Regions from separate parts of the Mus musculus genome. Here region 2 is linked to region 1. A link is a contact called in public Hi-C data. All regions are on one chromosome and are shown on one strand. Each heading gives the region's core, a stretch centred on a gene start, on an enhancer-like site or on the middle of the called end of the contact. The rest is flanking DNA. Distances are from core to core; before and after follow the strand shown.

Evidence for each region. A called contact is a pair of places that touch in the nucleus more often than the background predicts.
Region 2: a Hi-C map of the N1E-115 cell line shows a contact between it and region 1, with 10 times the contacts expected there. The contact joins two enhancer-like sites. A contact is called at or near these places in 1 of 15 datasets of contacts at CTCF or cohesin (the NIH/3T3 cell line), 5 of 484 Hi-C or Micro-C datasets (the N1E-115 cell line, cerebral cortex, embryonic stem cells and 2 more), 2 of 115 datasets of contacts at active chromatin or transcription factors (the NIH/3T3 cell line and embryonic basal ganglia) and 1 of 9 other capture datasets (embryonic stem cells).

What each region holds. Positions count from the first base shown.
Region 1 is chr13:36,281,385-36,284,724 of GRCm38.p6, forward strand. The region is part of intron 4 of Fars2 (phenylalanine-tRNA synthetase 2 (mitochondrial)); the gene reads left to right. Among named protein-coding and RNA genes, the nearest start is that of Gm40912, 75 kb to the left of the region's middle. Within about 2 kb of position 1,632, at least 85 of the 459 cell types and tissues checked have an H3K27ac peak or open chromatin away from gene starts, as enhancers often do. A contact at or near this core is called in the N1E-115 cell line, where this site is marked.
Region 2 is chr13:36,679,318-36,682,364 of GRCm38.p6, forward strand. No RefSeq gene overlaps it. Among named protein-coding and RNA genes, the nearest start is that of Gm26395, 26 kb to the left of the region's middle. Within about 2 kb of position 1,549, at least 4 of the 459 cell types and tissues checked have an H3K27ac peak or open chromatin away from gene starts, as enhancers often do. A contact at or near this core is called in the N1E-115 cell line, where this site is marked.

The sequences.
Region 1 (3,340 bases), core at 382-2,881:
ATTAATTCTTAATTAATTTCTAATTTTATTCATGGGAGATATTGACATTAACCTTGAGTTGTAAATATTAAGAATGTTATCTGTAGCTCTCAGAGTAGTTTGTGACATGGAATTTGAATCCACCGTGCATTAAACTTTAGTTAGACTATTATCTATTGTATTGTGGTCATTTTTTTTAGGCATTATGGAAGGAATTAATTTCAGAAGCACAATTTCTGAATCATTTTCTTTAGAGTGAATTTGAACTCAGAGCTGAGCTAGTATTTTAAGTTGTAAATGTAGATTGCCTTCATTTGTTTAAGAGGATTAGAAGTAATATTTAGTGTATTTTTCTCTGAAATTTTATTTTTATGATAATTAGGTTCTTAGAGATTCAGAAGTGAAATGTTTCTGTACTGTTTATTTTGTACAGCGCTGTGTAAATACAAATTTGTGTTTGTTCAAACTAAATTTGAAAGTAAAGTCTAAAACTACGGTTATGACTTTAAATCTAAAATAACAAGTTTTTTCTTTTGACCTGAGTGTTCTAAAACATGTACTAATCAGTGAGCTCGTGTAGACATGAGAGACTGTGAGTGCAAAGGCAGATTCATTTTTTCTTTTTTAATTCTTTAATTTGTGCTTATGATACGCAATCAGCACTCTGAATTTTCCCAAGCTCTTTCTCGAGCTGTTTCTAATAATAGCCAAGGTACTGGTGAGTGGCTGTGTAGAAGACTGTTCTATTTACAGCAGCCTCATTGTTGTTATCTGGATCTCTCTTGTTCCTCTTGCTGATCAGTAAGTGCCTTTTAAGTTAGAGTTTTCTAAGAGTGCATTGTAACAGAAGTGAACCTCAGCGGGAGGTTTCCAAACTGGAGAGCCTTACCTAGACACAGCAGCAGAGGGCGCTCGGTCCCTCTTTTCACGATAACAGAGCCTATAGCAACCATCTCTCTTTTGAGCAGCTAAGCAGGAATTGTTCATATTAATTAAGTTTTTCGAAGATCTTGTTCTGTGATCTGGAGCTAGGTGCCTTAGAGTAAAATAGGTCTTATTTCAGTCTTGGGAAAACGGAGTAAAACAGGGAATTTCCTGAAACTCTGCAGGAGGAATAAAAACGCATATACTAATGAGTGAGATTTCAATGAAACTCAGTGAATCCTTCTCTTTCCTTTCCATAGTCTGGCTAATGCGCAAAACATCCATTTTCTTAAGAAGACCCAAATGAAAACCCCAGGAATTTGCATTTCCTCTTGAATAGTTTCCTTAATGAAAGGTGTTTGAGACATAGGGTTTAAACAAATCAGTGACTTGAAACATTGTGGCACCTACTTGAAATTTAAACCTTTTTATTAGATAGCTAGTGCCTCTTTGCTTTTAGCCAACAAAGACCCGTAAGAAAAAGAAAATGAAAAAATAAATAGCATTTCTGGACCCCTATTGCCTAGTGCAGGCGGATTATATTCCCTGTGATCTTGTTCGCTCATATTATGTGGTGATTAGAGCCAGGCTTCAATCAGCTGAAAGATTCCCCAAGGCAGGGTCTTGTCCCACCAGTGCACATGGCATGCCCCGTCTGACACCAGGGCAACTTGAGAATTGAGCCAGAGATGCTGCAGTTTGGTGTAGCAGATGCACACTGGTGGTTGCCATGGAGATTGCTAATACTGCTGAAACTCAAAGAAAGGGCACTTGCCACAGCTCAGGAGCCTGTGTGAAAGTGAGTGAAAAGCAAGTGGAATTCAGAATAGGGCCTCAGCTACTTGTCCCACATGGAGTTTTAATTTCCTTTCCTTTCCTCTTCCTTTTTCAGAATCTAGATTGAAAACAGGGCAAGTCATAAGGCAGGCTGGAGCCCTCGGAGCTCTCTGCAGCCTGACATATCCTTGGGATAAGTGTATATTAACAAGCAGGCATGACTAATAGGATTGGGGTTGGGGGCTGGGCTGGCGTGTGGCAATCCTTCTGGAGCCTCTGGTCTGCTTGTCACTGGGGCTTACTAGGCACCTTGGGATTTGTCTGCAGCATATGTGCTGCTGTTAATGATTGAAAAATTACCACAACAATTAGTCACGGATCACTGAAGGCAGGGCCCCAAATGTGATGGACAATGTGATTAAATCCATGTATGTGACAATTAACTCTCCTGCAGGTTTATCCATCCAGGGAACGTGCCCTAGGGGTGAGAGCAGAGTGGGTTGAGACGATGGGGAAGCGTGGTGTTAGAAAGGAATAGGGGAGGTGAACGCCACAGACGAGACTGATGCAGCTGGCACTATTGGTTTTTAATCTGATCCGGAATTAATCACGGTTTGATTAATCCTGGCTTTATTGCACCTTTCTATTGCCCATTTATTTATTTCTGCCTCAATTTGATGGAGGTGTGACTGATTAAATTCTGCTCATTCCATGTTTTTGAATTTTTTAAATTTGGCTCTCCATTGAACACAGTGTTCTAGGTGGTCCAAAGTCCAATTATCTTGTAAGAGCTTAACAGGCACCAGACACAGCATGTCGTGAATCCCCCCATGTATCACAGCTGAGTGACTCAGAATAAATATTTGTTTGTTCAGTAATCTGCCAAGCAAAAGAAGCCTGTGATGTCAATATGCTTGGTTATTTGGAAGAAATAAGATTCCCCACCTCCCAACTTTGGTAATAAGAGTAACACAAACCAAGAAAATTTTGTGCAGAAAGGAAGAAAAATATTTGTATGAACTTATCTTCAAATACATTTTTGTAGCATAACAAGGTCAAGTTATGCTTGTCACTTATAGCTGTGGCTGTACATTGCTTTTTAAACCACATGCTCTGTTCTTTCTTTAGATGATTCTTTGTTATCCATGTTGCTTATGAAACACTGCACTGTAATAATGCCTAGGAGGCTGTGACACAGAGCAGCCCAAGCAGAGCCTGTTGCTTTGTTGTACCTCCGGGGCCTGGGATGTGCTGTGTTGCTTTGTATCTCCTGGGCCTCAGATGTGCTGCTGGGTGGCAGGTGGCTTGCCCCATTCAGAAGACATGGGAAATTACATGGTCTACTTATGGTGTTGCTTCATTTTTCTAATAGAATTTGGGAGAACAATTTTTATACCCCCTACCTCCCACCCCAGACTCTATTGGGTTGTCTTCTTATCTGCATTTTAGCATGACCTAACCACATATGTAAACTAGAACATTTGTTTGTGGTGTGGGCCATAGTAACTTCCAGCACAGTAGACTCAAAGACAAAAATCAGCCCAAGAAGAGTCTTGCTGCTCTGTGAGAGCTCAGAGAAATATTGTGTCATTGATAGTACCACTGATTTGAGCACCAAAAAAGAGTGTCAGCCTGCCTGCAGATGGATGATAGGGAAGCC
Region 2 (3,047 bases), core at 299-2,798, 400 kb after region 1:
TGCATATTTGGAATTACACCAATCCAAAGAAAAATTACACCAATTGTCAGAGCACAAGACAAGTTCTCTCATATACAGTTTGTGGATGAGTTTTATGCAAACCAAAGACAGGGTGCACCCAAGTCCACCTGTCAGCTGAGTCACATCCCCCCTTCTTCAAGTCAAGGCCGCTTACAGCTAGATAACCAAACAGTGGTGAGTCTGCCCAAGCAGGAAACACTTCAAAGGCTTCACAGACATGTGACATTTTGTCCCAATTCTGTCTTTCTCTTAGTCCTCTCTGAATGGCAGACTTTGGAATCAAATCCCAATTCTGCCACTCAACATTTGAGCATTCTTAATGAGCTTCAGTTTCCCTATCTACAAAAGCAGGAAAGCAATGGGCTCCAGCTCTTTGAGTGGTTGTAAGGATTAAATGATCAGTCCAATAAAAATGTTTGAGCATTGCCTGGCTCATAGAATTCATCGCACATGTTAGCTGTGGTTATTATTCCAGACATTTTTGGACTTGGTCATCTTAGCATAGTTCTGTATTCTACTGAATCTAACAGGGGCAGGGGATGTTTAGCAGGAAGGATGGGCAGGAAACTGATGGAAAGCTGGAGATGAAGGGGATGAATAAAATCTAAAAATGTATGGAAAAAAAGTCAGAAGGAAACATGATGATGGGTAAGCTCATGATGACTGGTAAGCTAATTAGCAAGGAAACAAGGAAAACGGAAACTTAAACGGAATTGCACAGCATGGATAATGCCCTACTTAAATGCCTGCTCTCATAAATAATAGACTGTTAGACGAACATCTCAGTAACAGGCACAGGGTACCTCTTTCTGAGTTAACCACTCTATGAGTTAATCAGAGAGGCCTAATCAAATTGAGTTGCAGACATTAAAGAGAATGAACCATCTCTTTTTGTAGATCTGCAGGTCTACTGATGTAGATTGATCTTCAAACTGTAAGAAATGCAATTAACAAAGGAACTACAAATGCATTTTTGTTTAAATGTACATAGTATGTTTCTTGCTGGAAGCCACATGCATGGTGGTGGGAGGGGCACTAGGTGAGAGGTTGAGAAGCTGAACTTTAACAATGTGGTTTAGCTATTCAGTGTTTGGATACATGAAACATATTCCTTATATGAATAAATAAGTATGTTATTAAGACCACAGAAGAGGGGCTGGAGAGATGGGTCAGTGGTTAAGAGCTCTGGCTGACTGCTTTTGAAGAGGACCCTGGTTTGGTTCCCAGAACCTACATCAGTCAGTTCATGATCTATACTCCAGTTCCAGGGAACTCAATGCCATCTTCTGGCCTTAACAGGCATTTACATGCACATGTTGTACATTGCACATAAAAACTCAACATGTTACATACATACATAAATGCACACACATATGCCTATAAATTAAAACACCAACAATAATAAAAATAAAACTTTAAAACCATAGAAGAAAAAAAATGGACACATCTCAAGGGAATATATGTACTTGCTCAAGTGCACAGACATCTTCTTGTGTCCCTTTCCTGTGATTGCTGTGGGATTGCACTGGCCCACAGTCCAAGTCTGATATCATTCAGTAACTTGCACAACAGGACGTGGTTAGTCAGAAGCATAGGAAAGTAATGAGAAACAAACTGATCAGGAACATAAACATTACTCTTACTCTACACACATGCATCAAAAGATGCCTCACAAGATCTGACATGGCATCCTCCTGGTCCTCATTCTTTATAGCATGTGAAAAATACATGACATTAAACAGGAGTCATGTAGTGATGTTTCTCGCCAGTTTGCCTTTTACTTATTTGGTCTGGCAGGGTTTCCTCATACCAACAGCGGAACCTGGTTATTCATGAAATCAATAAATCGCTCTGCTGGTCACCTAGCACATCACCGATCCCGCAGGTGAGAAGCAGTCCCCACTGAAAATTAACGTCAACATCAGGGCGCATCTGATTTTTTTATTTGGGACTTTTCTGTAAAATCACTTCTTTTCAACCTTTCCAATTCAGTCCATCCTAATAACATATAATATGTCACTTCTGATGGCTGGTCACAGGTTCTGCTAATTTGACCTGCTTCTGCTGGTTAGAATGCCTGCTTGTTTCCATCAGTGCTTCCTAATGTACAGATGGAATTTAGTTCATGCCATGCAGCCATTATTTAATCACATTGTCCCAAACATACCCGGTACACTTGATAACAATCTAGCCAGCTGTTTTTATTTGATAGGTTGGTAGAAAAACATGTAAACTTCATCTTTGTTTAAATGTCTTCTGTTTACCTTGCAGTGCATTATTTATGACAAAGATCTATAACCCTTTCTCTTTCCTGGCCATTTGGAAATGAAACAACAAAATCATATAAATAACCCCATTTTGCCTACTTTAATACCATAATGAGTAGTTAAACTCCAAATGTCTGTGATTACACAATCCATTTGAAACCACACAGCAGGCGGGCTTCTTTGTAGTTTGTTAATCAAGACTTATGTAATTCATTTAAAGAAGAAATCACAGGTTAATTATTAAATGGAAAAGACAATCATTTTAAGATTGTAGCTAACAGCACATGGCACAGTTTGGTTATCTATAAAGATATTTCTTTACTCTCAGTTACTTTGCCTGTAATTTGATTTTTTTTAAGTGTCAAAAATTGTGCTAAAATTTCTAAAGGATGTTCTTCGAGATTTTACATTCCTTCTCAAACAGTTTTGAGAAGGAAAAGCACTCGTGCCAGGCTATCCCAAAGGATACAGGAACATGACTCGACTAGAGGCAATCTGGGACATCTGCATGGTGAAGGTCACCCACCTCATCTTCCTCCACTCTCTGCCTCATAACCCACAGAACATACAGTGGTCCCTTGTGAAACTATAGAGTGTGTTTAGTGCCCTTCTGAATTTGATTTTTCATAATTGCTGACCATTTAGTAATGACATGACAAGTATTATTAAGCACAGGTAGGTCCTAAGACACTTGATGTGTGAGCAAATAACAATTGTCATTGATACTACTTGGAAAACAACAAAAACAAAAAACCAACT